5 separate regions of the Mus musculus genome follow, and regions 2, 3, 4 and 5 are each linked to region 1. The links are chromatin contacts, called in public Hi-C and promoter capture Hi-C maps. All regions are on one chromosome and are shown on one strand. The core of a region is the stretch at or near the end of the contact, and the rest is flanking DNA. Distances in the headings are between cores, read along the strand shown.

What was found. Promoter capture Hi-C pulls out the DNA fragments that hold promoters and counts their contacts. A called contact is a pair of places that touch in the nucleus more often than the background predicts.
Region 2: a contact with region 1 is called in a promoter capture Hi-C map of pre-B cells. A contact is called at or near these places in 2 of 39 promoter capture datasets (cranial neural crest and pre-B cells) and 1 of 484 Hi-C or Micro-C datasets (CD4 T cells).
Region 3: a contact with region 1 is called in a Hi-C map of CD8 T cells, with 4 times the contacts expected there. A contact is called at or near these places in 2 of 484 Hi-C or Micro-C datasets (CD4 T cells and CD8 T cells) and 1 of 130 datasets of targeted methods (T-cell acute lymphoblastic leukemia).
Region 4: a contact with region 1 is called in a Hi-C map of CD4 T cells, with 4 times the contacts expected there.
Region 5: a contact with region 1 is called in a Hi-C map of CD4 T cells, with 5 times the contacts expected there.

The regions. Positions count from the first base shown.
Region 1 is chr19:21,269,965-21,274,411 of GRCm38.p6, forward strand. It overlaps Zfand5 (zinc finger, AN1-type domain 5), which reads left to right and starts at 2,314. Exons shown (of 6, transcript NM_009551.5): 1 at 2,314-2,778. LOC115489044 (atherin-like) reads left to right here and starts at 1,494. Exons shown (of 2, transcript XM_030251153.1): 1 at 1,494-1,526; 2 at 1,811-2,778. The coding sequence starts at 1,494. The coding sequence ends at 2,503.
Region 2 is chr19:16,778,248-16,782,582 of GRCm38.p6, forward strand. Vps13a (vacuolar protein sorting 13A) reads right to left here and starts at 2,686. Exons shown (of 72, transcript NM_173028.4): 1 at 2,423-2,686. The coding sequence starts at 2,522.
Region 3 is chr19:24,279,299-24,283,769 of GRCm38.p6, forward strand. It overlaps Fxn (frataxin), which reads right to left and starts at 1,292. Exons shown (of 5, transcript NM_008044.3): 1 at 1,109-1,292. The coding sequence starts at 1,267.
Region 4 is chr19:24,475,403-24,479,854 of GRCm38.p6, forward strand. Fam122a (family with sequence similarity 122, member A) reads right to left here and starts at 2,072. Exons shown (of 1, transcript NM_026520.3): 1 at 377-2,072. The coding sequence starts at 1,954. The coding sequence ends at 1,100. All of the region lies in intron 1 of Pip5k1b (phosphatidylinositol-4-phosphate 5-kinase, type 1 beta), which reads right to left.
Region 5 is chr19:17,392,152-17,396,033 of GRCm38.p6, forward strand. Rfk (riboflavin kinase) reads left to right here and starts at 1,892. Exons shown (of 4, transcript NM_019437.3): 1 at 1,892-2,241; 2 at 3,047-3,198. The coding sequence starts at 2,160.

The sequences.
Region 1 (4,447 bases), core at 1,064-3,563:
CTGAAACTGGATGGTTTGGAACTCCCCATCTGGCTGCTGTACCCCTGGAGATTTACCTGTCTCTGCCTCCTGAGTGCTTAGATTAAAACTGTATACCAACCACTACAGCCATTTTTTTTTTTTTTCTTCCTAGTTTGGTTTTTCAAGACAAGGTTTCTGTGTAGCCCTGGCTGTCCTGGAACTAACTCTGCTACCACTGCCCGACCTGCTGCCTTCTTTTTTGAGACAGGGTTTCTAGGCAGCTTTGGCTGTCCTGGAACTTGCCCTGTAGACCAGGCTGGCCTTGAACTCAGAGATCCATTTGCCTCTGCCTCCTTAGTGCTGGGATTAAAGGTGCGTGTATGTGTCACCATTAGACTTAGAGCATGTGGGTTTTTTGTTTGTTTGTTTTGTTTTCTCGTTTCCTCCCAAAATATTGACATGGGGTTATTGGTCCTCTTTAATCTCTTGATCTCTCAATCTCTGTCTGTGATGTTCCATTCCTTAACAGACTCTGCTTGTGCCTTTACTAACTAGACGTAGGCAGGTCTCTGTGAGTTCAAGGCCAGCTTGGTCTAAAAGGCAAGTTCCAGGTCAGTCTGGGCCACACAAAGAGACCATCTCAAAACAAACCAAACTCTCTCTTTAATAAGCTTATCAGAACAGCTCCTAGTAGAGACGGCTGGAGCTGAGGCTTCTCTTTCTTTCTTAAAACTCTTGTCACACTGCATACAATTTTATCTGTTTGTTTATGTGTCAATATTACCATGTGGTCACCATAAATGCATTAATACATGTAGACAATATACTGATTTTAAATTACTCGGATTTGTATTACTTGTCAATTTTAACTTACACTATTGATAAGTTTTGTTAGCATCAACAGCTTGATTTTAAAATGACTTTGTTGTTTAAATTGGACAAGATAAATTATAAAGCTCTTCTTTTTAAAATGGAAGAATAAAAAGAGACAGACAATAAGGTATGCTCTATTTAAAAAAAATCTCTGAAGTTATTTTTATCCTCATAATTACGGTTTCCATTAGTCTCTAGCGCTTCAGGCAAGAGCATCCTTCATCATGACTGCCTTACCCTGACAAATGGACAGGGAGGGCATTTTTCTCAGTAAACTGCTGTGATAAATAAGGAGACCCTAAATGAAAAATAGATGACACTGAAATGGCTGGTAAATGGTAGCAGTTAGTTTTATTATTTACTAGTTTACAGAAATAAATCCCAAAGATCCTAGGACAAATGACCCAAACTAAGTCTGAAATACATTACTTGACCATAGCAATATAACCCCGAAATAGGTTTTTAAAATGTATTATGTACCGGTTAGTCCACTTGCTGTGCAGGGAGCAGTTAGATTTGGAGCATCAGGGCAGCACCCCTCCCCCACACTACTTCCACAATATCACAAATACAAAATCTAGAAATGAGGTTCGTGTGTCCCAGTCAAGGCCAACCCTAGGGTACCTTAGAGATAGGCCTAGGGTTTTTAAATACCCGAAATGAAGGACCCTAAGTGCATAAATGCCGTTAAGGTAGCCCTTCAAGGCCTACGGTTCTTAAATACCCGAAGTGAAGGACCCTAAGTGCATATTTGTAGCTAAGGTAGTAGCCCTTATGGATTTCGGCAGAGACATTTTGTGACCAGAACCCACGGAGAGACCAGCAGAAAGCTTCTTCTGTTCGTGCTCTGGGCAGGTACCCAGCACCTTGCCCTTGCCTGGGGTCCGGCTTGTTTGTCCCTCTTGCTCCATCTCATCAGGCTTGTCAGGGTTCTCCGTGCTTCACTGGAATAGTAAATTTCCAGGGGTTTCTATAGGCTGGCTTAACAGTTCAGAACGGCGGCGCGGGGCTGGGGCTGGTGGGCGGTCCTAGCTCAGAGCTGGCAGCGCACCGCGACCTTGGGCGGTGGCAGGCGGAGCTGCGGCGACACCCGGAACCCTGCCAGCCTCCTCCGGGCCGTGCCTTCCCGTCCCGCGGGGAGGGGACCCCGGCGGAGCTGGGGACGAAGCGTGAGAAACTGGGCTGGTGTGGGTGGCTGAGGGCGGACAATAGGGTTAAAAATAGAAGCGCTGCCTCCGTGGACCCGCCGCAGCAGCTCCACCCAGGGCCCCGCGGGCCGGAGGGTGACTGGGCGACGGTGACCGCAGCCTCCGGACTCGCCCCGCCCCCAAGTGCGGCCCCGCCCCCGGCTAGTGCCTGCAGGTCAGGGGCGGGGCCTCGTCCCGCGACGTCATCGCGCCGCGGGCGTGCCGACCGGGTTTTCGCTGACGCACAGGCCCCGCCCCCGCCGCCCTTTCCCTCAGATCCCGAGCGCCGGTCAGAGCCAGAGCGTCAGTCGTCGGGATCGCTGAGCGGTGTGCATCTGGTCAGGCGTCCGCTCGCTGCCCGGAGTCGCGCAGAGTCTCTGGCGAACGCGGAAGCCCGAAGAGCGCAGTCCTCGGGCCCCGTCGGCGCTCAGGCCTCTCCGCGCGCCTCCTCACTCGGCCGGGACGTCGCTGTGGAGGCGTGAGGTGCCGGCGGCCGGGCGCCTGGAGCGGCGCTAGCCCCGCGGCCTGCGGTTCTTCTCCTCCCCCGCCGCCCTCCCACCCGAGCTGCGGCGGGGCTCGGCCGCCTCGGCGCTTCTGCACGAACAAAGGAGGCCTCCGCGGCGCCAGCGCAGCTCCGCCTGCGCTCCGCTCCGCTCCGGCCCGCGGCGGCCGCTAGCCAGCCCTTCCCGGAGGCCTCAGCCCGGCCCACCGCCCGGCGTCGCGCGCCAGCTCGCTAGTGCATCCGGGCCCCCGCAGGGTAAGTGGCGCGAGCCGGGACGGCGCGGGGGCGGGAGCACGCCCGATCGGCGAGCACAAAGACGGGCCCGGCCGGGCCAGCGGGCTGGACGGGACAATGCCCGGCGTGCCGCGGCGCCGGGTGCCGGCCGGCCGACCGACCGACAGGATAGACAATGGCAGAGGCGGCTACTGCCGCGCCTGGCTCCCTGCACAGCCGAGTTGTTCCGGCGAGGGACCGTCGAGTGCATGACTCAGTGGTTTTTGGAGCAGGCCCTACCGGGCTTCCCGGAGCGCGGCCTGCGCTGCGAGGGGGGTGGGGGGCCTCTGGGTCCCGAACTCGGTCGAAATCGCTGGAACCGGGACTGACGGCTCTTCTCCCGGAGGGTTTTTAGTTTTTTCCAATGCGGTTAAGCTTCTCCCTCAAAATCCTTTGCATGGAAGCAAGTCGAGCGCCTCTCCCTTTGTTTCTTTCCTACGTGAACATTTGTGAAGTTGACATTTTGCTTGCTTTCCGTGCACTCCGTGTAGTTGTATTCTGAGGGAAGGTATTATAAGCTAACTGTCGATTGGAGCTGCCTAAGAATATTACCTGAGATAATTAGAAGAAAATAATATATAGGTCAGAGCCTCCTTTCTTAAAATCGGTATTTAGTAATCAAGGGAATAGTAAGATAGTAATTAATTTTATCTTATTTTGATTTTTTTAGGTGAGATTTCATTATTCAACTGCTGAAAATATTTCACTTTTACATTTCAAGTTTGTTTTTGAAGTGTCTCGCCCCAAAATAAGGGATTTCTTTTAGTTGTTCTAAATTGTTTTGTGGCTGGAACCGGTATTAAGTATGGAAAGAAGCTCTTAGAAAAAAAAAACTATTTGACTGTTTGGCAGAGGTGTCTGAAATCTGGAGACTAAGGACTTGCACAAGGTCAGGCTTAGTAGCACATTAGAGTTTAGAGTTCGGGTCTGACCTCGAGGTTAGGGAGTGATCTTGCCATTTTGAACCATTGCCATTTTGAACCATGGTATGCACCTGAAACAGCTATTCCATACTTTAAAAGAAAACTTCATTCATTTCAGATTTTGAGTTGGAAAATCATTTTTAGTCCAGTGAGGTTTGTTTTAAGCTATGAGCTAAGAAAGAAAAAGCGTGAATTTAAACAAAACAGAGCATTCTAGCTATGCGGGAAAGGGTTTATGGATGACAAAGTTTTTAACAACTTGTTTTGCACCACCCCCGCCCCAGCCCCAATGTAAGGACAATACAGTATATCTAAACTAACAAAAACCCTATAGTTATAGTAACTGTAAAGAGTATTTGTGCTTCCATTCTTTCTCCTACTTATTGTGCCTACTTACTCTCCCCTTGCCCCACTTTTAATATTCACAATTTACTTTATGATTTATTCTGCTTGGGTATTGTGGATTGAAGGTGAGGCTGTTCTCTGATCCTGCATTAGAAAAACTTGGAGGCATTAATTGCATTTTGTTATGTGAGATATGTGAATGCTGCATCGTTAGTTCTTGGGGTTGTGTAGGAGTTGGCAGGCTCTGAGATATAAATAGAAGCTGATTTCAGAGGCCCCTGTTGACTAGGCTTTATGTGAGAGCCTCCATCCAGCTCAGCTTGTCACATTGCAGCCTTGTGACAGGCTGAAGCGCCCTCCCATGTGATCTAAGCTTCAGAGAA
Region 2 (4,335 bases), core at 1,436-3,935, 4.5 Mb before region 1:
AAACAGCATAGCAGCAGCTATGGTGAAGATCACACACACACACACACACACACACACACACACACGAGAGAGAGACAGAGAGAGACAGAGACAGAGAGATACACACACAGAGACAGAGAGAAAGCTCACAAAAAGAAACTGAAAGCTAAGGTGAGAGGCCACTGTGCCTTGTTAGGCCTACATCTAAAAGATCCAGCACCTCTTATCAGTGCCAGACTAGGGGCTAAGCTTCCAACATAGAACTTTTAGGAGACACAATCAGACTTTAACCAAATCCTATCATTTCACTTCTCATAAAGTTACATATTTACTTACCACTCACAATCCCACTGCTAGGCATTTACTCCAAAGAAATAATTTATGTTCACACTAACACCTGATGCACCTTGCCCTTTAACTGCCAAAAAGGAAATACTGCAAAGATGGCAAACCTGTGTCTATAACAAGCCCTAACGTCCTGCATACATCACCTTGTCCTGCCATTCCCGTGCTTCTGAGCAGGACAAGGTGATGTATGCAGGACGTGAATGACGCATGGACGACTTCTCTGCATTCTGTTAAGAAGCCTGACTCAAGCCGCTACACAGAAGCTGAGTGTGATGGCACAGGCCTTTAACCCCAGCACTCAGGAACCAAAGCAAGAAGATTCTAAGTTCCAGGCCAGCCTGGGCTACATAGTGAAACTGGATCTCAAAAAGAAAAAAGCTACAAAGCCAAAGGATTCAGTTTATAACACTCTTAAAAATAAAAGCAAACCAGCAGACTGTGAACAGATAAGTAACTGCCACTCGAGGAAGAATCAATTACAAAGAAAAGAAGTGGGAATTTCCTAGGCTTATAATCTTTTTGTATCATTATTGAGATAGTTGAAACATTCTTAAGGTTTATTAAAACAAAACTATTCACAAGACTCAACTTTATTCTAGGTAAACTTTAAATACATAAATTTGGTGAATTATAGTTTACACAGCCTGCACCTTAAATGTACAAAACATTTCACTACAAATCAAACCACTGTTCAAGTAACGTTTTCTTGTTCATTTTATTGTTTTCATCTGTATGTATGAGTGTTTTGCCTGTGTGTATGTCTGTGCACTACACGCTTGTGTGCAGTGGCCCCTAGAGCCAGAAGAGAAAGGCAGATGCCCTGGGACAGATGATTGTAAGCTGTCATGTGGACACCAGGCTTGGATCCAAGTCATCTGGAAAGGTAGCCAGCGCTTTTCACCACTGAGCCATCTCTCCAGGTACCAGCTCAGATATTCTTCCAGGCTTTTTTTCTGAGCTACAGAGTTTTGTTATCCTCACTCTGCAACTGAGAAGCAGCGCAGACTAAGCAACTTGCAAGTACCTGATCTCAAAGAGGCTGTGCTAGCTCTTACAGATCAATTGCCCACGTTATCGTGGAAGAAGGTACCTAGCTACATTGAGGGCTTGTTTGTTTAATAAAACTAAATTACTTGTTTTCATTATTTCAAAAATGAGAAGGCTCAAGATAAACGAGAACTTTTAGAAAGTTTTAAGTAAGTACATTATCAGAGAATGCACACACTATTTACACAAATAATTAACCCTAACTTTGGCCTGGAACGTTCATTTCAAAAAAGGCCTCTACTTGCTAATAGCTACTTAAAATAAACAAGAGTCTAATGCAATACAGATGGAAACACTAAAAATAAGACACTGTATTAGGTAAATCATTGCAGTGAAGGGGTAGATGCAGCCCTTCCCATCTAAGCAACAGAGAGGAGTGCTCATCACGTCTTCGTCAGGTCCGAGAAACGGAAAGCCCAAATTACATTTTGACCGTCTGTTTTCCTGCATTTTCTTTTCGTTCTTTAAAAAAACAAAAAACTCAGGTCTTACAAACACCCACATTCCCACCTGGTCAGGCTGCGACCTGAAAACCTAAGTAACTCTGAGATACTCTGAAAGGGGCTTTCCTTTCCTTTTATTCCCCCTGTCATTTGCCTGTCCCAGCTAAGCAACACCCAAGTCCAAGTTCAGTGGCCGGACCGGAACTCGCCTAGAAAGCACGGTGAAGTGGGGCAGGGAAGGGACGAAGGGTGTCTTCGCGGACGGCGCCTGGTCTTCACGTGCAAGTCGGCGTGCGACTCCCCGTGGGCTCGCCGGAGCCTTCCTGACAGCCCGGGGCCAAACTGCCAGGGATGCCTCCCTTGCCCAGCGGAGGCCAAGGGTCACCAGCACCCGGCCCCACCGGGACGCGAGGCTTCAGCCAGCGCCTCCCCCAACCTCACGGCTCGCGCCGCCCGCCCGCCCGCCCGGGAACCGCCGCCCCGCTTTACATAACTTGAAGGGCGAGGCGGGCAGCTGCAGGTGGCGGCGCCGGGCTGGCCAAGGACCGAAGCCACGAGAAACCGCGCCGCCGTCTCCCGCGACCCTGGAGCGGCGACCCCGTTACCTTTCCAAATGCCCAGGGAGAGCTGGGACTCGTCCAGGTTCACCACATAGTCTCCCAGGAACCGGTTCAACACTTCCACGACCACCGACTCGAATACCATTTTTTTTCCTCTCTGCCGCGGAGGGCACCGCGGCACTACCCGGGCTGCTCCTCCCTCGAGACGGCTCGGCTTACCGGCTCCCGGCCCGCTCCAGCTACGGTGCGGGTGCTGCCGGGTCCCCTCAACCCGACCGCGAGCCCCACAGAAGGAAGGTAGCCGCTCGCACCACGCGTGCGCAGCTCGGGCTGCGCGTGGGGGCGTGACCGACGCGGAACTGGAGGCGCGGCCGGGAGCGAGAGTGAAGGACGGCGGCTGCGCAGCCGCGGGCCCGCCCTTGCCCGCGAGCGGACCGCCGGGCCTCTCCCGCCGGCCGCGCCTCCTATCCGTCGCTTAGCAACAGAACACCAGTCGAGCGCTGGAGACCCCGCCCCGGAATGATTCTCCTTTTTACCCGCAGCGAACTTTCTCTAGGAGGCGGGGCGTGATGATAACCGACAGGAACGCCGCTTCCGAAAGAGAAAACTAAGATCGCGGGATCCAAAGAGTGGAGAGTGTACAGCTTGGTGCGAGGTTGCGGGAAGTTTCCTGAGGCAGTTTCCCAGGACGCTTTTCCCCCATTATTACCAGTTGTGAGGTTCGGCCAGCCTTGGTGCTTGGGTACTTCCTGACGTTCTCCCTTCTCCTGGCAAGGATGCGAACTGGCCCTTCAGTTGCCTTCCCTTACTTCCTCAGCTACTAATCTGTGCTGAGGAGGGGCGAGGGAGAGTAAAGTTGGGAGATAAATTCCAAGTTCTTAATGTGCAACTGCTCTTGGCACCTTTTTCCGGTCAAATCATTTATGTGAAAGCCGCCAGTCATGTTAAAGAGTAGCACGTTTGAGTCAGTCCGGAGACAGCAGAGAGCCTGCCAAGAACCAAGAAAGACACCTCTGAGCCTTAGTGGCCAAGCTAAAATAAGTAGTGTCTCCGCTCCACGCTTGGACTTAGAGAAAATTGGTCCCAAAGTCCTGAGGTCACAAGACAGAGGTGCAACTTACAGAACCGACATTAATCCTCTGAGGATTTCAGAGGCAGCAGTACACTTTCAACTTTCTCTTCGCAAGGCACATCCTGATTTGGCACTGAGTGTATTTTGTGCATAGTCATCAAGTATCTCAAATTTATTTCAGAAAAAAAAAAGAGCAAAAATAGTGTAAACTTTTTTAAGCTTTTAAAGAATATATTAGCATATATTTTACAAAATAATGGGTTTCATTATAACATCTTGATAAATGTGTATATTTTGGTCGTTTATTACCCATGACTCTTTCTTGTCCTATTGACTGATTCCTTCTTCCCAAATAGGACCCCTTCTGTTTTCATGGATTTTTCTATCAAGATTCTAAACCTTCATCCATGTTGGTTTTTTTTAATGAGTTTTTATTTAGCACAATTTTAAATTTCATTTGTGTGTGTGTATAAGTGTTTTCTACATCCGTACCTGGTACCCTCAGGAATAGCTCTCTGGTTATTGGCGTTACAGGAGGTTGTGAGCCTCCATGTGGGTGGGTGCTGGCAACGGAGTTCAGGTCCTCTGAAGCAAATGCTATTAGGCAGTGTCGTCTCTTGAGCCTATTCTAAAATTTGATCCCAGAGAAGATATAAAACACTGGACTGCTTCTCCTATGGTCCCCAAGGACAAACGCAGATATGATTCCATCAAAGTTCACGTTGGAGAACCAATGAGTTTGTTGGGCTTCCTTAAAGAGCATATCTGAGGACTTCGTTATGGGAGTGTGGGTGTGGGAAGTACTTACCCAACAGGGATGAAGGCTTCTCCATTGTAGCTTCATAGACAGAACCCACTCTTCTAGTCTTCCCCATCCACAACCCCA
Region 3 (4,471 bases), core at 42-2,541, 3.0 Mb after region 1:
CGCCAGGCAAGGGAAGAACAGGGCAGTAAACATCCAAGAAAGTGTTTGAGGAAGCATGGGTTACAGGTTCGGCCCTTCAAACCCTAGCCGTCTCTCTCTCTGACCAGTCCACTTTTGTTTGTTTTGTTTTTAAACTTTCTTTTTCAGTGTTATAGAAAGAACCCAAGAACTCTTGAACGCTAAGTGACCATGTCACTGCTGAGCTACAAAGCTAGCCCTATTTTTATTATTGTTTTTTATTTTAATGACAGGACCTCAAGAATCCTAAGCTGGGTTTAAACCTGTAGACATTATTATCCCACAGCCTACTCCACCTTTGTCCATAGCTCTCCCCTTCCTAGAATGCTCCCCAGACCCGTTCTTTGGCATCTATCACGGCCCTCTCCGGAAAGCCTTCCTTCACCCTACTGCTGTCTTTTCAAGCCACGGAGTAACAGATTCTGTTCTTTGCATCTACTAAGAACCGAGACTTATCTGAAGTGCTAAGGCCTTTGCGAATACAGTTTAATTCTCCCGCCAAAATCGCAAAATGGGTGTTACCCTTTAATCTCCTCGGAACAGAAAGCCAAGCCCTGCCCCCAGACAGTTAGGGTCTCCCCAAGGTCACAGGGCTCTCCAGCGCCGCGCAGTCAGAACGTGGAACCAAGATCCCCTCATTTTCCAAAAGCTGGACTCTAGGGCTCTGCTGCTACACCTGTGATCCCAGCAGAGAGGAGGCAGGAGGATCACAGGATTGAAGCCACTTTGGGGTACTCAGCCAATCCTAGGCTAGCCAGGGATACAGAGTGAGGCAAACAAGCAACAAAAAGCCCTGCTCAGAGCAACTCCACAACCCCATTAGTCTCACGCCCTGAAAAAGGCAACTTCGGAGTGCACACAATAATAAACACGCCCTGCTGCACACGCTATACATCCTGTGTTAATTACGGAAACTCGTCTTTTCCCATCCCCACCGCCAAGGTCCGAAGCCCGCGCAAACACCGCGCGCGCCCTGCACCCAAACGCGCGCGCAACCAGAGCGACTCGGCGCGTGCGCGCTGCGCGTCCCCGGCATAGGGGCGGGCGCGGCCTGCGCTCCGGTGTGCGGCCCGGCGAAGCGCGTACTCACGGCGTGGCGGGTGGCGCCGGCGTTGACTGTGACATGTAGGCCTCGGCGGCCGCAGGTTACGATCGGTTCCCTCCAGCGCGGGTTCCCGACCCAGGCGGAGGCCCGGGACGCCGTCCGGGGCAGCAAGCCCACGGCTGCGCGACCTCCGAACGCCCACATGCTACTCCAGCTCCGCGGCCGCTCCGCCCCGCGCGAGGACTCGGTGGTGCCACCTGGTGGCCGTGCCCCCCCCCCGCCCCCCCCCGCCCCCCCCCCCCCCCGAGCGCCGCGGCTGGGCTCCTGCGCGCAGGTCCAGCACTACAGCCCTGTGCAGACCTTTAACCAGAACCCAGAACCTGCTCTGCGCCAAACTCGCAACGTATCCCTTGGGCAGCACTAGTGTGTAAACACTGACCCCTGCAAGTTTATTCGCTGACAACAATTTTACAGAGTGGTAGTGGGTGATTCTGAAGATACGCTGGTGATCAAAATAGCTTTGCTTAAAAAACAAAACAAAACTAGTTCTAACAGCTAGCTTCAACTGCCCGATCATCTCAAATTCCGCATCTCTTAGGCAATAGAAGTACCAGGCAGCATGAATGGAGGAGGGGCTTCCGTAGCCCCAGGCTCAGCCGAGGAACTATTGGTTGCTGATGGCTATAGGATGAGGGAGGGTGAGTTTTCTTCTGGGATATGGCCTCTGATTGGCTGTCCTAGCTCCATGGGGATGGTCCTACACTGTATACACTGTTAGGGCTAAGTGGAGTCGGTTTAAAAAAAAAAAAATTCAGAGCGGTGGTAGTGTACACCTTTAATCCCAGCACCCGAGAGGCAGAGTCAGGTATATGGAGTTCGAGGCCAGCTTGAGCTACATAGTGAGTTTCAGAACAGCCGGAGCTACATAGTGAGACCTAGTCAAAATAAATAAGTAAATAAACAAATAAACACATAAATAAATAAAAATTTAAAAAGGAACATAAAATTGGGAGGAGGGGTGGGGTGGTTCGGTAGGAGTTGGGAGTGGCAGGTGAGTTTGATCGAAAACACATTGTATACATGTATGGGATTCTGAAACAACAGTAGGAATAAGGAAGTGCCCGGCTGAAGTACCCGAATGCTTCTTGGATGAGGAGTAGTCAGGACTGGTGATTGGTTCTCCTCATAGCTGTTTTTTTTTTTTTCCCCCCCAGCAGCCCCAACAGGTTCCTCACACTCCTGGTAGTTCTCCTGGCTTTTATGTCAGTGTGAGAAGGAGTCTGTGCATTGTCTCGGGTTGCCATTATGACACTGGAGAACTCTGAGCTTCAAGAGTTAAGAGACAGTGTCAGAGGAGTCTTTTGCCTCCAGGGTCTCAAGAAGGATTGAATGACAGCAGCGGTCAGCAGCAAAGCGTTTAAGAACATCCTCCATGTACCACCTGACTTGGGATACTATTGCTTCTGATTTCCCACAAAAAGCCACAAAGGAAAGGGGAAGTTTGTAGTGACTGCTAATGCAACCCTCCCCCTCTCTCTTTCTCTCTCTCCTTCCTTCCTCTCCTTCTCCCTCTCTGACCTGTAGCTAATTTTCAGATATGGAATTGGAAGCCCTGACATATTAAGTGACTCCCCCCTGATTGAAGGGGAGTTAGAACCCTGGCTTCCTGATTTCTGGTCCGAGGGCTCTTACACCCTCTGTCTTAGAAAAGGAGTTTTTCTTAGTTTCAATATCACAGCTCTAACTGGCTCTCTGGGATCATGTGCCCATCCATGGAAGCCAATAGTCTGCAAAACAGTGAGGGCTACGCTACCGGTCAGCATCATGGTCCATTCTGTGCTGCTGTAATGTACTGCCTGAGGCTGGTTAGATTATAAAGAACAGAAATGGATCCTCTGGAGAGGAAGAGAAGAATGCTGTTCCTCACACAACAGAAAGGCCTCCAACAAGCCCTGTGTATAGCAAGGGTTGAGCCCTCATGACCCAGACCCATCCAAAGGCAACATCTTCCAATACTGGTGTGTGTGTGTGTGTGTGTGTGTGTGTGTGTGTGTGTGTGTGTTAAGGGTCTCAAGAAGAATTCATGGAGTTGACAAAAGCATTCAAACCACAGAAGCCAGTACCAGGGAGGGGCACGTTCTGGTGAAGAGGCATGGAAAGTTCCAGTGATAGCTATTCCGGTCGGAAGTGATGTTGCACATATTCCCAAAACAATGACTTCCACGATGGGGGACTGTAAGCCTGTTCATTTACTTATAGATCAGAGAAGTTCAAGGTGTTCCTCCCTAACATCTGCCAAGGACATAGCGCTGTTTACTGAGGAGCTGGGAACAGCTCCTTGTGTCCCAGGAGACTGGTAGCACTCAGTATCCAAACTCTGGCATGCCTCTGATACACTGCTGTGAGCTTAACATAGAATTGACTCATGCCAGGTGGTGGTGGCGGCGCATGCCTTTAATCCCAGCACTCAGGAGGCAGAGGTAGGCAGATCTCTGTGAGTTCGAGGTCAGCCTGGTCTACAGATCGAGTTCCAGAACAGTCAGAATTACACAGAGAACCCCTGTCTCAGAAAACCAAAAACTAAACTAAACCTAAAAAAATAAAAAAATAGAAAATAAAAAACCCCAAAACCCCTACTGATTAATAAAGTGTGTGAATCAGTTAACTGATATGAGTGTTTTTGAGAATAGGTAAGAAACAGCACTAATTTAAATAATAATTGCTAACTATGAAATGTGTGATGCCCAGAAGAGAGGAGGTTGGGCTTATTTGCTGGGCCTGACTTCCAGCAGCATGCCTTGGGGTCCTAGGAGTCAGCATTTGGGAGAGGGCTCTCATCTCTACAAAACCAAAATTATTCTTGGAGATTTATCTGAGGGGTCACAAAGATAGAGGCAGGTGGTGTGGTTGGAACAACATGTTATTTATTTGTGGATTTTGTTGTTGTTGTTGTTTGCTTTTTGAGACAAGGTCTCACTATACAATCCTGACTGACCTGGAACTTGCTCTGTAGACCAGGCTGGCGTCAGACTCACAGAAATTCATCTGCCTCTGCCTCTCAAGTGCTGGGTTTAAATGTGTCTGTCACCACATTCGGCATGTATGGCAAGTGCTCCATCTTTGAGCCCCATCCTCAGCTCTGAGATATCAGCCTTAGAGGGTGGCTTGTATTGATTAAGGAGTTGGCATAGATGTAGCAGCTGTCCCTCAAGGAAGCTCTGTGCTGTGATAGAAATACACATGGCTTTGTGGGCTCAGCTGCTGTATCTGTACAGCACAGCATTCAACAGGTGAGAAGCATGCTTCTCATGGACACACAAGGGAGTTCAGGACAGGAACTCAGCAGGAAACGAAACAGAGACCATGGGCGGGGGTGTGTTTTGGTGTGTGTGTGTCCCGGGGGAGTGC
Region 4 (4,452 bases), core at 822-3,321, 3.2 Mb after region 1:
GTTGGCAAGGAAACAACTGCTTCCTTCCTGAGCAAGGGAAAAAGATGAAGGTGACAGATGGGCAGAGCAAAAAAAGCAGCCACGAGCTGCTCTGGCTTCTCATTGGCAAGAATTTTAAGAATGGAGACGTGACTGGATAGCTTCAAGTCTATCAAGGATTGAGAGAGTATCGTCTGTCTGGGTATTCTCCAACACTCAACGGTGCTTCTCACACATTTACATTTCACAAGTGTTAAATCTGAGATGGCAGCAAGAGCCTTGCCTTCACCTGTCTCCATGTGAGCTAAGACTACAAGGCACCGTCCCCCTGCTTGTTTAGGACTATACCCAAAAGAATGCACTTTCTGGTTAAAAATGTTTTCACAAAGAAACTTGTCATTTCTGTACTTGTATTAGTGTGATTTACCAGAGTTACTATGAAAAGTGTTAGAAAATGTCCGTAAATATTTACTTTATATACTGAATTTTAAAACATTTGCTGCAAGTGCTATTTCTCCTTTTGTCGTTTTTCCCTCCCATCCACCTTTCTGCCTAGGACATTAAATACCAAGGGCTCCTGGGTAAACTAGACAACCAATGGACTGATATGACTAACATTCTTTTTAAAGCTGTAAGTAGGTAAATTCTTCAGTAGATGTAAAATAGCAACCATTGAAAACACCAAAAATTAGTGTGCCATGAACTATGGAATTTTAAAACATCAGTTTACTAAACTGAAATTCAACATTTATATTTTCATCAGAACTTAATAATCCCATAAATAAATAGAGCTCTCAATTATTTAAAAAATCAAGGGATAACATATGTATTTAGACATATTAGCAGCGTAAAATGTATGCTTCAACACACTTATTGATAAAAAGTCCGAAAATATTACTACACTGAATTCAAGGGCATCCCCAGGAACCTGACATAGAAATTCTCTAGAATAACATTTCAGGAATTTCCAAAAAGAGGGAAGAGTCAAATAGGAAACGGCTTTAACGTAATCGACAAAGTTCAGTGCTTGCTCTAACTTGATTTTTTTCTTTCTTTTTTTTTTTGTTTGTTTTTGTTTTTTTGTCTCTCCATTGGGGGAGGGGGATTCAAGATGAGTGAGTCACTTTGAGGAAAGTTCATCTACTGGAATAAAGGGGGAGGCTGCTTGGGCGGGCGACACAGGAGAGTCGGTGGTAGTGCTGACTTTCGCTGGTGAGTTACAGGAAGATCCGGCACTGCTGCTGTTTCCATCCAGGGTATCGGAAGATACGCACACACCGGGGTCTGACAGCTGTGCAACGTCAGAAGACAGCATGTTGGTGATGCCCTGGAAAAATCTCTTTGGCTGATAATCAGTTTCCATTTCACATTTTCTTTTCAATGGTCCAAGAACACTTGGTCTAATGCAGTTGATGGGACTCTGGCTTCTCCGGGTGGTAAATCGGGTGGTTGGGCTGGGAATGGGACTTGGAGGCAGTCCGTTGCTACTCACAAAACTTTGCAAGGACGGTGAGAAACACTGCTTCCCAATTCCCCGGGTCGGGGACGGTGCCGGAGACACCGGAATGAAATCGATGCGCTTCGGGGAGGCGGATTTCTCCACGTCGTTGTCACTCAGGCTGAAACTTTCCTCCCAGGAGTGGCTTATCTGCATTGCGGTCTGCACCTCGCGCTCGTGAACGGTCTCTCGGTTGATCAGGTCCATGCCCTCCTCCTGTTTGATCTGGTGCAGGCGGCTGCTGTGCATTCGGACCGGCGAGGCCGGGAGCAGCAGGCCGTGGCGGCTCGGGAACGTCGTGCTGTTCCGTCTGGCGCTGGGCGCCTCGGCCTGGAACACCGGCGACGAGTCGCTGAGGCCGTGGATCAGGGGGGCGCTGTTAGACCTCCGCAGGCCCCCGCCGCCAGGGCCGCCGCCCTCCGCCGGGCTCGCGCCCGCGGGCAACTCCAGGTCCAGCTCCATCTTCTCCTGAGCCATGGCGCGGCCGGGAGGCGGGGGCGGTGCTCAGTCAGGGCCCTGGGACTCCCATTCCCCGCGGCCCAAGGCCGCCGCCGCCGCCGCCGCCTTCGAGAATCTGTCAGCGGGTTCGCGCCTCTGCGCAGGCGTGCCCCTTCGCGCAGGCGCCCTGGCACGCCCGTTCTCGCGGCGCCAGCTTAGTGCGTCATGGCTGCGGCGCCGCGGCGGGGGCAGGGGGCGAGCAGTGGTTGGGCGACTCCAGTGTTCGTTTCTTCCGCAAATAGTCACTGGGCGCGGGCTCGCGGGAAGGCAGGTTACGGAGGCCGGGGCATTGAGAAGTGTATGTGCTTATGAAGCAAGTGTGAGCTCAGAAAGATAGGCCCTTGGTGATGTGGGGCTTCATGATTGAGCTTGGCCCGGCCTGGTGGGCTTCCCAGAGGGAAGTCTGAAGGAGGCCACGGCGGCGCTTTGTAAAACTGGACTGGAAGCAGGGAGCCACTGCTACCCAGCTAGGTGACAGACAGGAACCAGGAGGACAGGGTTGTTAGCCTGATGGTGGACAAGAGCAAGTTCTGGGCTTTTTTTGAGAACAATGAACTCCCGGGCGTTCTCAAGGAAGCATATTAGGGTACAGGAGCAGCCTTTGGCTGAGGTCTGAGGAAGAAGACATGGGATTAGAACCTACAGGGAAAAGGCCAAAGAGGAGGTTGATTTACACTAGGACAGAATCGGGGAGGGCCAAGAGAGAATAGTAGACTTAAGGCGGTTGGGAGGAAGAAGCTTTGTGACATCTTTTTTAAAAAAGTTGTCATATTTCTGCCGTTAACCGTGCACATACTAATGTTCACTTGGTGTGGGAATCCAATGAAAGAAAAAAAAAAGACACATTCATAGATCAACAGATTTTTAGCTTATGTAATTAATACAAAACTTTGTATCTCATTAACAGGGAAGTTGTATGTGTTCATTTATTCAGTCAAGTCTCCTATTCGGGCATACCTACTTACTATGTACCAGGTACTGTGCTAGGAAATGGACTTGTGTGAGGACATTCAGTTTCTACTGGGTGGGAGTGGGGGATGAGAAAATAGGGGACTTTTGGTGGTATGGCTGGAGGTAGAAGTGGGACGGTGTGGTCAAGCACTACCTATATATAGCCCTTGAGGGGCAGTTGGGCAGAGTTCAGTTGTAAATGACAAATCCTGTGGACTGTGGGAGGTGGGGGCAGGGCCGAGTGTTCCAACCAATGCGAAGGGCCAACATACCCACCCGTCTGGGGAAGAACAAGGAAAGAAAAATCAAGAAGGAGACAGGTGACCTGAGAGGTCAACGGACTGAGCGCCCAGTCCTATGATTATAAGTCCCTGAGCAGTATTAGGCAGGGGAATAATAGGCTTGGGCTTTATCTGTTATGGTTTGAGATGGAGTCTCACTAAGTCATTGCTCAGGCTAATCTCAAACTTCTGGGCTCTAGTGATTCACCTCACTCCCAAAGGAAGTAGGGCTAAGGGCATATCGTGCCACACTCAGCATGGTTTTTGCTTTAAACACCATGGAATGAGCTGAAAGGGGGCCAGAGGCAAGAGTGGAGGCCAGAAGATAGAGTAGAAAGCTGCTACAGAGAGCAGAATACTGGGGTAGGGTTGTAACAGTAGGGAATGGGGAGAAGGGGATCCACTGATGTCATCTGGGATGAGATTTGCCAATAGGTTAAATTTCGGTGTTCAAAGAAATAGGGAGGCGGGGAGGAGATAAGGGATTTTTGGAGGGGAAGCTAAGAAAGGGGATAACATTTGAAATGTAAATAAAACATCTAATTAAAAAACAAAAAAAGAAATAGGTAATTTAGATGGTAATGTCAAATGAATAGGAAAGGTACATGGGGTGGAGGTTGAGTTTTCAGTTTTGGTAGGCTTGAGGAGTTATATATACAAATCTGGCCACTTTGAGCTAAGAGTTTTGTTTTGTTTTCGAGACAGGGTTTCTCTGTGTAGCCCTGGCTGTCCTGGAACTCTCTCTGTAGACCAGGCTGGCCTCGAACTCAGAAATCCGCCTGCCTCTGCCTCCCGAGTGCTGGGATTAAAAGTGTGCGCCACTACGACCAGCTTTGTTTTTGTTTTAAGATACAAAGGTCAGTGACAGTCAGCTTTGCACAGCTTGTTAATGGTGGGAACCAAGACTTGAAGCTAAGTCTCCTGTTTCCCTGCCCATATATCTTTCCACTTGGTCTCAAACAGGTTTTAATTGAAGTTCTTACTAAGTATGGATCCTGAAGATAAAATAACGTTAAGTATTCATACCTGTTAAAGAACTAATTTACACGATGCCATATCCCATTAAATCCTTGCCCACAACAGCATCAGGGGTTAGCTATTATTCCTGATGCCAATTTGCAGGGAGAAGCAGGGATTTAGTAACACACATAGAGAGCTGGGCCTCAGTGAGTACAAGGCCTTTCTCTGCATGTGTTCTGCTGCCTTTAAGTGCAATGACACTTCAGCACTCAGAGAAATCATTTG
Region 5 (3,882 bases), core at 642-3,141, 3.9 Mb before region 1:
AGCCCTCGGAGGCTACCAAGATGCAGTGGAAAAGAAACAGAATTTTCTTGTCCATAGCTACCTGAATGTACAAAGTATGCATCTATAGGAATGCATACGAATAGCTTCATGAAAAAGGAATTTGCTGGGCATGGTGGGGCCTGACATTAATCTTAGCACTTGGGAGATTGAGGCAAGCGAATCTCTGTGAGTTCAAGGCCATTTTCTCCTAAACAGCAAGTTCAGATCAGCCAGGGCTACACAGCTAAAACCAAGCTTCAAAATTAAATGAGAGAGTATGACACGTACTTAGCATCTATTTTCCTTCCTTCTTTCCCTTTTTCTTTTCTTTTTTTTTTTTCTTTTTCTTTTTTTCTTTTGAGACAGAGTTGGCTGATCTGGAACCTACTTTGTAGGTCATGCTAGTCTTGAATCCACACCCTTCCTATTTTATTTCTCAAAAATCATCTATTTTAGGTCAGGTGTGGGGCACACCTTCACCTCTAATCCAGATTTAATTTAGAAGGCAGAAGCAAGCAGATCTCTGAGTTCAAGACCGGTCTGGTCAATAGGGTGAGTTCCAGGACAGCCAGCGCTGTACGGGGAACCCCTGTCTTGAAAAACCAAACCAAAAGAAATACAAAACCATCTATCTTTATTCCTCATTTTATCTCAGTTCTCTCACTCCCTTAGAGCGTGGACTTGGTGGTATAAAACCCAGCATGATGTATCTGGTTCTCACCTCCCTGTGTGCTTTGTCACTGGTGATGAAGAAACTGAAAACTACCATTCTAACATATCAACTATTTGGAATGAAAGACACCTGGAAGACAGCACTAAAAACATTCTTACCCAGTTGTGTTAGTGCATGCCTATAATCTCAGTACACAGAAGGGCTGAGACAGAGTTGTGAGCTCCAGGCCAGTCTGGAATAGAGCCGGTATCCAATTACCACCACCTTCAACAAACAAAGAAAAAAGAAACCGCCCCCCCCTAAGCAGGTAAGTGATTACATTCTTAGTTTCTTAGGTCTCTGTAGCCCGTGGTCTCTGCATCTGACTCCTGGCATTATAAGTATGCACCACCATGCCTGGCTCACACTTTTAATATTGCCAGGCAACCTGTTAAGTAGTTTTCTTTTTCTGTTTAAAAAAAAGTATTTATTCACCTTACGTCCCAATAGCAGCGCTCCCTTCTCCCAGTATCCCCTCGCACAGATCCTCCCATTTAAGTAGTTCTCATATATTGGCTGCTCAAGGAAGCAGGGTCTGCATTCAAATTCTAGTTTATCTAGGGCTAGCGTGAGCTTGCAGCCACAGTCATTTAAACTTTTCTAAAGACTTCTGTTAGAGTGTTTACTGGGCGAGTGTCCTATGGGGCCCGGGGTTACAGTTTCCTTCCCGTTAATTCCCTAGCACCTTGGTAGTGTGCTTTGTTCTTTCAACACATATTTGTTTTATGCTGGTCTGAAGGCAGTGAGTTCTCTCAACTGATTGTTCACAGTCAGTTACAAATACCTGTTTTGTGTTAGTATACTAGAGTCAAGGAAATGAAACGTTATCAAGAATGTTCCCAACATAGAGAAAACATTTTTTAAGATCAGCTGAACATTCTCAGAGTTACATACGAGTAAGGGAAAAGAAAGTGATTGCAAAGATTGGGCAGAATTTTATTCAAAATTGTGGAGGAAAAGAACAACTTAAGTTATCTTGTGAGCAACGCTTATTTCAGCAAAGCCCAAACTCAGAAGCTGAAAAGGCGACAATTAGAGGCTGGGCTATGGGTGAGGGCGGGGCCACAGAGGCGAGGGCGGGGCCTCAGCCGCAGGAGGTGAGGACGGTCCGCACTACGATGTCGGCGAGCGGGGCGCGGCTTCTGGGCGGGTCCGCAACGGCGGGGGCGGGGCTACGGCGGGAGAGCAACGGAAGCCGAGCAGGCCGGTCGCCTGGGCCGCAGACCTGTGCATTCGCCGCGGTTGTCGTAGTTCCGGCCGAGCGGCCGCTGGGATCTGACGGCTGGGTGCTATCCTGCGGGCAGGCACTGGTCGCGGCAGGTGTCTCGCTCCGCCGGCCCAGCTCCCGCGGGATCCCCCGGCTGGTCCGGGCCCCGGCGCCGCACTCACGGCGGCTCCGTCGCAGGCACGGAGCGAGGAGCAGCCCGCGTCCTCCGAGGTCAGCGTCATGAGGAGCCTGCCGTTCTTCTGCCGCGGCCAGGTGGTGCGTGGCTTCGGCCGCGGCTCCAAGCAACTGGGCATCCCCACAGGTGAGCGCGTCGCGGGGCCGTGGAGCTCTAGGCCGTGGGCAGGGGACCCGGCAGCCGCGCTCCTGCCGCTAGCGACGAGCTGCGCAGCCCCGTCCGGGAAGGCACCGCAGGTTGGATTGGCCGAACTCTCAAGCTGTTGAAAGTTCCATTCTAATGATGCTACTGTGTAGTGATCAATGACAACACGGGTAGTTCTATGAGAGCCGACGTTTATTTGGTCTGACTACGTAAGTTTTAGTAATCAAGACTTGATTGTCCATTCTTAAAATTGATGCCTTGGGCTGTGCCTTGACCTATTAAGTCAATCTTTGAATTGGGGATTTGGGGTTGTGTTTTTTGAAAATAAGAATCTTTTAAAGTGACTCAGCCTACTTAGGGGCGTTACTAGGAAAAAGCAGGGACTTTTGCTTGTTTTAATTCAAACAGATAGGGTCTCGCTCTGTTTCCAAAGGCTTCCTCCTACTCCCTGAGCTCTGGGGATCTCTCAGGGGATCTCTCGTAGCCTCCCAAGTGGAGGACTACATGGGTAATTTACGATAAACCTCTGTGTTTATTTCGTGTCTTTGTTTCCACTTGGGCATTTTCGTGTGGCTTTTTGGGGTGGAGGGAAGAGATTTATACACTTGCTTTGTGCCTCACTTGTAACCTGTGCTGTCTGAAGAGAAGAAATTCAAGTCGGAATGTGGAAGGTTGGAAAACAGAAAGATCCTGGGAGTGTAATGATTCAAGTTAACGTTTTAATATGTTTTTAATCAATGTTTAATGTGAATCTTGTAGCAATGAATATCTGTTTACTTCTATTTAGCCAATTTTCCTGAACAAGTGGTGGACAATCTTCCAGCTGATGTGTCTACTGGCATTTATTATGGTTGGGCCAGCGTTGGGAGCGGCGATGTCCATAAAATGGTGGTGAGCATTGGATGGAACCCGTACTATAAGAATGTGAAAAAGTCCATGGTAAGAGTCACATCTTGCTCTTTTAAATGCACACAGAACCCCTCAGCTTAAGGGTTTCACAGTTATAGAGGCAGGTGGATCTCTGATATTCAAGGCCAGACTGGTATATATAGTTCCAGGACAGCCAGGACTACTAGAGAGATCGTAATTCAAACAGACAAACAAATAACAGGAAGAAAAGTAGCCTGGGCTGTATGCTAACTGACATTCCTTCCTTCCACTTCATCCCTGCCCCGCCCCCAGCATTTATTTACTTTTATTTCAATGGGATAGTTTTCTCCATGTTTTTATTCTGTTTCTGTGAATAAAGAGTCTCCTCATAAGGAGCATATAGTTGGATTAGGTTTTGTAATAGTTTTCTGCTAATCTCTCTGTGTTTTGATTGATAGCCGTGAGCCATTTAAATTAAATATTTAATTTTTAATTGTGGGTGTGCACATGAGCTCAGGTGCCCATGGCGGCCAGGAAGGTTGGATCCACTAAGAGCTGGCGTTAGCCCAGGCTGTCCAGCTTCAGTGCTGGGAAGCAAGCTCTTGGGTCCTAGTGTGCTGTTAGCTGCTGAGCTATCACTTCAGCCCTCCATTTTGGTTTAAAGCCACACCGTTGAACACGCCTGTCATCCAATGTAGGAGGGAGAGGAATAGAGCCTGGATTGTGTTGTGAGATCCTGTCTCACAAGAGAGT